2 separate regions of the Capra hircus genome follow, and region 2 is linked to region 1. Evidence: chromatin contacts called from public Hi-C data. All regions are on one chromosome and are shown on one strand. Each heading gives the region's core, a stretch centred on a gene start, on an enhancer-like site or on the middle of the called end of the contact. The rest is flanking DNA. Distances are from core to core; before and after follow the strand shown. Region 1 holds the start of PLK2 (serine/threonine-protein kinase PLK2). Region 2 has its middle 26 kb from the start of ACTBL2.

Evidence for each region. A called contact is a pair of places that touch in the nucleus more often than the background predicts.
Region 2: a Hi-C map of blood shows a contact between it and region 1, with 4 times the contacts expected there. The contact joins the enhancer-like site here to the promoter of PLK2 in region 1. A contact is called at or near these places in 3 of 5 Hi-C or Micro-C datasets (all in blood).

The regions. Positions count from the first base shown.
Region 1 is chr20:20,900,902-20,906,356 of ARS1.2, reverse strand. PLK2 (serine/threonine-protein kinase PLK2) reads right to left here and starts at 3,111. Exons shown (of 14, transcript XM_018065725.1): 1 at 2,595-3,111; 2 at 1,857-1,964; 3 at 1,597-1,713; 4 at 1,269-1,398; 5 at 949-1,036; 6 at 400-495; 7 at 93-291. The coding sequence starts at 2,864.
Region 2 is chr20:21,827,355-21,832,809 of ARS1.2, reverse strand. No RefSeq gene overlaps it. Among named protein-coding and RNA genes, the nearest start is that of ACTBL2, 26 kb to the left of the region's middle. Within about 2 kb of position 2,464, at least 1 of the 5 cell types and tissues checked has an H3K27ac peak or open chromatin away from gene starts, as enhancers often do.

The DNA of each region.
Region 1 (5,455 bases), core at 1,862-4,361:
CTGTGAAGCATAAGAAAAGTCTTTCAGTAACCTGCTGGGAAATTAGGATCAAGAGCATGTAATAAAAAGATGAAAAAAAAAAATCCACCAACCTGCAAAAAGAAATCATGTCGAATGATGTCATCCAAACTGGGACGATCTTCTGGATTTTTGGACAACATGCTAGCTATTAAGTGCTTAGCAGGAGCCAGCAATGAAGAAGGCATTGTATACCTTGCTTCTCTTATACATCTGTAAGTTTCTTTCAGATTTGTAGTTTCAAATGGAGGTCTTCCTAGTAACATTGTGTACCTGTGTACAAGGAAACACCTCTTTAGAAACCATCATAAAGCAATTATTTTCCAGTGCTAAAATCTATATCTAAATTTGACTTTTTATTATTTTGGTACATTTACTTACATTACACAGCCTAAGGCCCAGATGTCTGATTCACAGCCATGTCCTTGTTTGTTGAGGACTTCAGGAGAAAGATAATTTGGGGTACCACATATCGTCCTGGGAAAACAAAATACGAAGATTTCACTAGGAACTCTCCTCTTGTTTAAACTTAGTTCTCTGGGTAAGCTACGCTGAATTTCTATTTGGAAACATTTAACTTTTGGCGTATGAACAATTGACATTTCACCAAACGACTTGGTAATTTTTTTTTTAATGCATGTACAATTGTTTTCAGCCACATGACAAAGTGCTTTAAGCCAACTGAGGCCAGGTACAGCAGGACACTTTTATACATTTCAGGCAAATAAAAGATTTGTTTCATAATCAACTTATGGCTGAAGACACTCTGCCTAGGCTATAGTGGCACTGAGTAAGTATTTCCTTCAATTAACATTGTAGCAGTTTACAGATTTTAATATCAACTAACCTATGAAACATTAATTGGAAGATAAAAAGGGCATGTTTGATCTCCACAAAACCCTAGTTAAGATGTATCCTTCTGACTTTTACCTTCTCCTGTGTTCCAAGGGTTCCAGCCTGGCTGCCAAACCAAAGTCCCCAACTTTTAGTTCCATGGCTTCATTGATAAAAAAGTTCCCTGGAGGACAACAACAACAAAAAAGTCTGAATTCTCTTGAAAAAATATTCTAACCAAGTACACACACATCCATCCACTCGAGAGGCAGGCAGCCAGCTGCTTAACAGGCAAGCCATCATTCAGAAGCAACACTGCATTGGCTAGATCCCAACTAAGAACCTTAACTATGTAAGAAAAGGGAAAGAGCATGCACCTCTGATACAAAAGTCAGGGTTTGGAGTGAAAGGCTCACCAAGTTTGAGATCTCTATGCAAGATTTCTTGTTCGTGAAGGTACTTTAGTCCAGACACGATCTGCCTGAGGTAATATCGGACTTCTGGCTCTGTCAACACCTTCCTTGCTTTCAAGATATGAGCCATGGACTGGGAGGAGGAGAAGGGAAAAAGAGAATCTGTCAAATAAAGTTGCCAGCATCAGTAGTTTCCTTATGCAGGAGGAGCGATGAAAGGTAATGCTGCCATATTATAATTATGTCCACAATCAAATTGCCAGATAAAGCGCAATTTGAATGCTAGGTCAGTGTGCAGGAAGTCCATGCACTCAGATGAGTGAAGACTTACCCTTCTACTGCAATATTCCAAAAGAATGTAAATGTTTTCTTTGTCCTCGAAGTAGTGGTAAAACTGCACGACGTGCTTGTGATGGAGAATTCTGTGAAGCTCTATTTCTTTGTCAATCTAAAACGAAAAGCAAGATCAGTCTTATTAGCCTCCTTCACTTCTGCAAAGCCAGCTGCTTACACATGCAGAAGACATGTTCCTAACAGGGAAGGGCCATCTCTGCACACAAAGAAAATATTTTACTCAACAGTCATACACACCTTTTCCCTTTGATGAGGTTTGGCTACTCTGCTGTGAGGAATAATTTTTGCAGCGTAGACTTTGTTGTTAGTCAAATCTGTCATCTCGTAGCATTTTGCAAAGCCACCCTGAAAGGAAACAAAGCCAAGAGGGAATTGAGTATGGCAGGAACATGGACGGCAGATTTTTTTTAAATAAATAAACGAGAAAGATAAGCAAAAATATGAGGAAGGGTGGACAGAGGGACGCGGTCTACTTTTTCAAAAGCTTCTTCACGAAGGGAAAGCACTCCTAACAACAGTTAAGTTAAAACGGTGCCCCTTCTCCTTTTACAAAGAGGAGCTTTACGGAGCGGGGCTGGGGGTCGGGGAGATGAGAAATAGGATCTGAAGAGATGTGCAAGGAAATCCTCTGGGGTGGGGGTGGGGAGGCATCTGGAGGGCTAGGTGTGGTGTAGAAAACCCTCGCTTCTGGCCTCAAGATCAATGTCTTAGGGCTCGTGGAAGAGGCAGACAGCCGCGGTCAAGGATGGAGAACGCGACCCCCGCGCTGTCAGTGCACAAAAGCCAAAGGAGGGCAGGTAACCACCCCACGCCGCGCCGAGCTCCGATTACCGAGACATCGAGAAACGGCGGGGGAGCGGGGACTCCGGGTCCGGCCCGGCCCGGCCCGGCCCGCGGGGTAGGGGGTGGAGGGCGGGGGAAACGCCCGGGCAGACCTCCCTCCCGCCTGGCAGCTGGGCGCCCACCGCTCGTCACCTTTCCCAGCACTTTGCCGCGGCAGTAGCGCTTCCCCGTCGTGGGGTCGACGATAATCCGCGAAATCTCGGCCCCCGAGTGCGAGTGGTGGTGATGATGGTGCGGGACCGCCGGCTGCACCTGCGCCGGGGTCTGCGGCGGCTGCGGCTCCTCGGGGGACGGCTGCGGCCGCTTCTTCTTCGAGTCCCCGCCGCAAGCCTTGCCCAGAGCCTGCTCGCACATCTTGGTGCTGGCGGCAGGCTGGTAGGTGATAGTCCGTAAGAGCTCCATGGTCGCCTCGTCGCCTAACTACCGGCCACCACCTCCGAGGCGCGGACACACGACCGAGCCGGCCTCTGCCCTCGAGCTCTGCCCCGCCACCTCTGCCAACCTCCCGCGCCCGACGCCTCGGTCCACTTGTGCGAGTGCGAGCGCCGGGCGAAGTCTTATATATGGGCGGAGAAGGGGGCGGAGAATCGACACGGAACGCGACGTCACGGGCAACGCCCCGCCCACCGGCCTCTAGAGCGCGCGGGGCCAGGAGAGAGGTCGCTAAGGGCCGCTGGGTTTCCGCTCGCGAGGAACGTGCGAAAGCGGGAGGTCTGGCCGCGGGGAAGCGCCCCCCGCGATGAGGAGGCGGACACAGGCGTCCGGCCGTCCTCTTGACCAGCACCCCGTTCTTGGAATGTTCGAACTTCTAGGTTTGATGTAGAAACCCGGGGGCCGACGCCTCGGCCCCACCCGGTGGCTCGCGGCGCTGCGGTCATCGCAGGTTCCCTCCCTCGCAAAGCCCTTGCTGACCGCCCCGCAACCTGACGCCTCCGGTGTCATGGGGTGACTGTGGCCAGAGTCCACCGCACAGGCACGTGAGGCTTCCCCCGGGCCACCGGGCTGCCGCGGACCCCGCTCTTTTACCCTACCCGCTCCTGTCTAGAGGGTCCCTCCGGGGAGGCCGTGCCCTTGAAAGGCAGGGATTCCCGGAGCAGGGTCTTCGGAGCTCCCCGCTGCTTCTGAACGGGGCAGACTTCGGCTCAGGCCGGTCGGCTCACCATGGCCAAGTCCCACTTAGTGCCCATCACCCTAGATCAAGCCTTTCTCCGAAGTCAGGCTCTTAACCTTGGCGAGGGAGGCAGTTGCCTGGGAAAGGCTTCGCCTTCAGTATGTCCGAAGACTGGGAGCAAAGGCGCCATCTCGTGGAATGTGCCAGAAGCGCAGTTAGCGGTTGGAGTGGGCCGCAGTATGGGCTTGCTTTGACAATAAGCAGTGTAATCCGGCTCCTGGTGCTGATTATGGTTTTACAATCGAAACCATCTATCTCTTCTTCCGAAGGGGTTATGCAGACTGCGTCGTTTAAATGGCTCATTAAGCCATGAGGTTACTCTGGTGCTGAGAGAGGCAGTCTTAGGCCTTCCAAATGGAGGGAATTGGAGTATGAGGGAGGAACATAGCCTACTGAGTTAAAACATGGCTGTTTCCTGTTTCCAGATTTCACAATTCAGATGTGCCTACCTAGGAACACCATTGTTTCTTGCTCTAATGACAATAGCATTTTTATGTGCAGGACACCATATTTAGTGTTTTCAAATGCCTTATTTAATTCTGCATCCGTTTTAAGTAGAAAATACTGTTATTCCCATTTTACAGATGACGAATCTGGTGTTTAAAGAATTTGTAACTTCTTATATAGTCTCTCTGTATAAGTATTTAGATCATCCAAGTTATGTTAATGATCAGTAGGCAAATTTTTAAATCTAAGATAAGATATATTTCACAATATTTCAATACTAATTTCCAGTTCTATATAGAACATCAGGTTACTAACCCCCTGGAAAGTATTTAGAAAAGGGTTGGCTCAAGTCCAGATACCATCAAGGAGTATTCTTGCCTGGGAAATCCTGTGGATAGAGGAGCTTGCTGGGCTACACAGTTCATGGGGTCGCAAAAGAGTCCGATGGGACTTCACAACTAAAACAACAACAACAATGCATGTTATCAGTGACTTAGGTATGCATGGTTTCAAAGACTGTCTCAAGTCCTTCCCACATAGTGTAGAAAGGAGTGTCACTAGCATTACAAAGTAGAAAGAGAAAGTCTTCTATGACTCTTCCTTTTTGATTCTGTAAACAGGGCAAGCCCAGGCATGTTTCTTGTAAAAGTGAACTTTACCCCCAAATTGTCAGGGCAGGGGTGGACCTAGAGGTAGACATGAAGACTTATGTAATCTTCCTCTTTAAAGTTAAACCTAGGGGTGACCTTTGCCCCCCAGATTTAGGCAGAGTTGTTTACTAGCCTATAGTAGGCTTGCTGGTTTAGAAATTACTACCTAAATTACCAGAGCTAATTTTACACCACGTGTATTTTATCTGCTGATAATGAACTTTTAAATCTAGTTTGTTTATGACTTTTTATGATAAAAGGACTGTGAAGAATAATCATGATATTTTTATTATTTCCAGTTTTTGATTATCATATATTATTGTATATCTCTTTACCAAATTTACTTAAGCATTTGATGTACTGTTTGTTGAACATGCCATAGGAAATACAGGTCTATCCTCCAAAACATTTGAGCACTTAATAAAACACTAACATGTATATGTGTTATTGAGTCTTCTGTCCAATTATGAAAAAAAATCTGATTTTTTTTTGGTTTCTAGTGCCATCATGTGGACAGAACTAAAATTGTTATTAGTAGAGCAGAAAAGGAAATAAACGTACTTTCAAATGGAGATAAATCTTTAATTAAAAGATATTTTCCTGTAGTTCTCTAGATTTAATGTAAAGCAGTATCCTAATATTATTTTTAGTGAAACTTGACACACATTGCAAATTTTATATGAAACTGTAAGTGATCAAAAAGAGCAAAGTAATTTTCCAGAAAA
Region 2 (5,455 bases), core at 1,215-3,714, 930 kb before region 1:
AGGCAAATATTTGGTTATTTGCAAAACAAAAGCAAGCAAAGCAAAACATACAAAATCTATCTCTTCCTTTACCCAGTCTTACAATTCAAGTTCCCAGAGGAAGATGGCACTAGGGTAGGAGGCCCCTATTAAGACAAGACCCCCGAACCAGGCCCACTTGAGACAGTGAGAGGACTCAGGGGTGATATCAAAAACTCCACTAAAGTAAGAATTTCTTTTTTTCTATTTGCTCCAGAGACTTCTTACATTATCAGAGCTTTCCAATGAGCGAGTGGAAGGAAGACAAGGCTGTGAGACTCGAAGTCAAATATGAATAAATTCTAAAGGTGTATTCTCTACCCTTTCCTTCTTTGTGCTGCTTCCAGCTTTGGAGAAGGGAGGTATTTCTCTGGGCCACCAACCAAATCGGGCTTGGATGTGTGTTCGGAGACCCCTGTCAGCTGAGACAGAACCGTGTTTGTGTGTTCACAATAGATATGATTTCCAAGTCAGCTGAGACAGACCATGTTCCTATGTTCACAAGAGATACGATTTCCAAAATAGAAGGGGTGCTTTCACTGGTGAAGAAAGAGACAAAGGCCAGAAAATGAAGTCTGTTTGGGATCATTTGAGTCCTCTTCCTCTGAGCACGTAGCAACTGTGATGGACTCACAGGACAAAGGGTATCAAAGGGTTACCTACTGAGTGAGGCCTGGGGAAGGGTAGTGTGGGAGAGCAGAGGGAAAGCCCAGTTCAAATGTACAGAAGGTATCTGTTCTTTGAAGGCATAGTCACATTTTACTAGAATTTTGCTACACTGTTGGGTTAAGCTCTGTCAAGAACCTCAGTCCCATTGGAGAATGAAATGCTTCCTACAACCCATTTCTCCTCCCATGGATCTCGTTGTTCAAGGATTGGCATCCAAGCAGTGGCTGAGATGAGAGACAGAGCTGGATCCCAGGGGGAGACACAGCTGAAGAGGTCTCCCATCAGTGACTTGACTTTGTGGCCTCCATCCAAATAGCATCTCAGTGGTCTTGGCAGTGCAGGATGGGTCACAAAGCCCTGTGTGTACCCTGGGAGGCTGGGGATGTGAGAGCAAGCGAAGGTCAGCAGTGCAATGGGGCCAGGGCCAGGGGTAGAACTTGATTCCCTAATTCTTGTTCCAGGATTCCAGCAGCTTGGCTTTGCCGGGACTGGTCTGGTTCTGTTCATAGAGCTGTCATTTAATTTTTGGTCACTTATACACTGTTTGCTAACTGTTCATAATTCCTGTGCAATTTTGCTCATAACATGGGAAACAAAGACAGCAAAACAAGGGGCCCTTATACTTTTCTCTGCTGTCGTCAGTGGGTAAAATTGGCTGAAAAAGCAGAGCAAGAAGCTTTCCCTGGCTACTCTGGATGGATTTTTTTTGTTTGTTTCATGAGCAAATTTTTTAGGAAGAAAATATATGTGTGTGAAGTAAGTGTAGAATGTCTGGTGAGTTGTATAAAATAAAACATTTATCCATCTATTTTGATAGGGAGATGGATTAGAGTTAGCAAATTAATCTTTCAGTCAGCAAATATTTGAATAGATACAAATCAGTCATTGTTGTCAGAGCTGCTGCTAGCCTACACTGAGTTGTGTAGAAAGAGCCCTGCACCAAGCCACATGCTTTTAGGCTTCAGCCTCTCTCAGTTGGATGTCTTTGTGCAGTGTACAAACTGTTCAACTGTGCATGACTGTACCTTGAGTCAAGAGACTGGACCATCATTTTGCCCTTTGACTGGAAAATTTTCTGAAGAATTAGGTCTTGAGCAGGGTTTAAAGGAAATAGCTCTGTCTTTGGGGCATGACATACAGGAGGAAGGTAGGTTGTTTATTCTGTGGGGTTAACTATAAAGACCTGCTGGGATCTTGCCCCTGAAGTCTTTATCCCTGCAACTGGGTTAATGAAACCTCCTCCTTGCAGCTGTAGGAGCCATCTGGACTGTAGGAAGAAGGATAGAAGGAGCTGAGAAGTTAGCACTGAATGAATTGCCTCACCTTTCAGTTTCAGGGTGCTACCTCATGTCCATCAAGCTCAGCTCCTTGTTTTTTTTTTTTTTTGACTGCGGCCATGTCTTGGGAGAGAGTTTTGCCCCTGGTCTCTGGACTTCTCCCCATCACCCTTCCCCTCTGCCCCCAGAAGCCATGACTGGTACCTGTGACCCCACAGGCCGTCCGGACTTCCTGGCAGCCTGCTTGCTTCCAGGCACCATGGACTTCTGACCACTGGCTTCACCTGTCTGGGTGATATCCTGGATCAAGGACTCATTTTGGACCTCTAAATACTATTTAACCCATGAATCTCTCTCCTGGCTTTGGACTGAAGTTTAGAACAATGGTTCTCAAAAGGGACTGCTCATTAGAATTGCCTAGGGAACTGTGTAGAATTTGGATGCCCATGGCACACCCTGGATCCATGAGATCAAGATTTCAGGGGAATATATAGGCACCAGGAATGTTAAACCTCCACAGGTTAACCCAGTGCACCACTGTTTTTGACTACATGTCCTGTCTAGCCAGCCACAGATTAGTCAGCCTCTTCTGTGCCCCCATGTTTAGACCTGTGGCTTTTGTCCAGCCTCGTGACTGGATTGTATCCCTGGTTCCAGTTCTCCCTGGGATGGCCTGGCTCACCACCAGACAATCTTAGATTATGATTATGTTTTGGAGCCAGAAGGCTGAGAGGGATATCTGGAGACCCCAAGTAAGCCTTTTGTGGTTTCCTTAGCCTGTAATTCTAATAAATGCAATCCATCAGCCTTGTCTTCCCTAAGAAAGAACATCCTTTGTAGGCAATCCTCAGTATATAAGTGGGTTGTGTTCCAAAATTTGTTTGCGGTCAGTTGTTAGGGATGTAGAACCCAATTCCCATAGTAACAAAGTTACAAAGGAAAGTGGCAGGTTGCAGTAGTCATCGGAACCATTAAAAAGCTGAATGAACTTTATTAAAAAAAGTTTTTTTTAAATATTTTTATTTTTTATTTTTTTAAATTTTAAAATCTTTAATTCTTACATGCGTTCCCAAACATGATTGATGTGGACCGTTTTTGAAGTCTATTGAATTTGTTGCAATACTGCTTCTGTTGTTTATAATTCGGTCTTTTGGCCTTGAGGCATCAAACCTGTACTTTCATTGGAAGGTGAAGTCTTAACCACTGGATCCCCAAGGAAGTCTCAGAAAACTGAACTTTAGAACTAACAGATTCAGAGAATCAGTCACTATTATTAGACTGAGTCATATGAAACTGACATTTTTGCATGTCAAAAAGATAGAATATTGGTAATTTTATGTGTTATGTTTTACTTCTGCAGGGGAAGAAAGTTTTAAGTGCTAGGTTAGAAAATTCAAGGCACAGTCACCCTTATAAAGATTCTAAGAGGATCAATAATGCCTTTCTTCCTACCCTCCCTCCTCTTCCAGTCTCTCCCCTTCTAGTCAAGTAGACAAAGAGCGCAAGTCTTCCAAGGGAGACGGTATGCAAATAAAGAGGGCTTTCCCAGGTGTGGACTTCTCATGATCCTGCTGGTGATGAGGGGTGAGGCAGGGGAGGCGAGAAGGGGAGGGCATGGTCTGATGTCAGCAACCACTAGGGAAACAGACATCCCCACAGAAACCATTTAGGTACCACATGGAAAACTGAGCCTTTCTTAGAGCTGTCTTCTGGGAGTTAGGGGCAGCAGCAGCTAGGATTTTGCCAGGAGCAGGCAGACTGCAGATAATGGACAAGCAGCAGCATCAGTTTCACACACATGGGCCACATGTCAGCCGAGGGTCTGTAGGTGAGGCCAGTGAAAGTTACCTGCCTTGATGAGTGATGCGCATGTTCCATGGATGAGTAAAACCATCTGAACCTCCCTTGTGTGCATTGTCTTGCAATAGGAGCTGTACATTTAGAGGTGTGCTTTATATGAGTCACAAAGTGGCTACCAACCCAGGAAAGACCATTTTGTTTTCAGAGCTCAGGATATGTGTCTGACACATAGTAGGTATGTGGTAGGGGTTGCCTAGGAAACAAGTGGCGCTGATAATTTTTCCTGTCTGTTTTCTATGATCAACTTAAAGATCATGAACATGATTCCTCTGGCGGGAAATGTAGCAGTTCTCAGAAAAAATTTTATGTATTCATATTACCTAGGAAACTCATGACTTTAGGAGAAGCTGCATGTTCACTTAGGAAACAGCTGTTTTCTTTATTTCAGTGCTGGGTATTTTATAAAGGAAAACACCATTTTTCTTTGATGCTTGTTGTTTCTCTGATAATCCAAGTTCCTATCTTCATTCCACATGAATTAAAATCCTGTTTATATCCAACATTCATTCAGTAAAATGGCTTGAGATTTGTGCTGCTCCAAATGAGTTCCAGTTTGAGAGGGGGAAATCTCAGAGTCCTACTAGAGCTGGCTGTCTGAAGACAACTGAGGATTTACACTCAGAACAGATAATAATAGAAATGGGATACAAAAAGTGAAAAAGATTTGATTGCATGGACTACAAAGATTATGGAAGCTCTTTTTTTCTTCTTAGCCAAGCGTAAGTGAGTAAGAAAAAAATTAGAGGCCAGGTATGGGAGCCTTCACAAAATTCTGGGTCACATCTTTCAAAACAGTGAACGTGGCAGCAAACAAATAATTATAAATTCCATGGACTCTGAAAAATAGGCTGATCTCTTAGCTTTTGCAAGTGATTTCCCTAATGCATTTTCCTTCACCATCACATTTTAATGCCATCTGTTGCCTGTTTTCATGAGTGAGGTCAGTTCTGAGTCACTTTATGCAATTATGCAAATACGGTTTCTGTGAAATACAGGGAAAGTAATGTTGCTTTCAATCATTTTTGAAAGCCTTCCAGTGATCAAGTCTCACTCTAGACTGGTAAAACTATATTGTTCTTTCAATTGTTTAATATAATTTAGCAGTAAAAGTTTGTCAATGTCTTTTAGAAATGGCTTCTAATATACCTCTCTCAAAGGTTTGCTTATTTTTAAGATGAACTGGAACAGTCTTTTATTTTTTTAGTTGGTGTGCATTACTAATTGCTACTCCCAGACTGGGGCCAATCTGACTATAATTGTATTTCTGCACACTAGCCCCAGCAAAACACAGACACATCCTCTTATACACACTGTGATAACCTTCTGCCCCAGCCCCAGTCAAGGGGAAGAATCATGTGGGGTTTTCTCATTATCTTTCTTCTGTGATTATGCAGCTTACACAGCAGCAGACATAGACTGATCCACAGCACGATGCAGGAAGTGACATCAGACCAGTGCTGCTGTCTAGTATTTGTGTATGTCTAGGGCAGAAGGAGGGGCTGCGAGGAGACGGAGATAAGGAGGGAACATGTTTTCTCTCTAGAGCCTAATCAGAAGATTATACTTGTATCCAGAGGAACATAATAAAAATACTCTTACCATTGAGGGTACATAGGCTGTATTTGGACTAC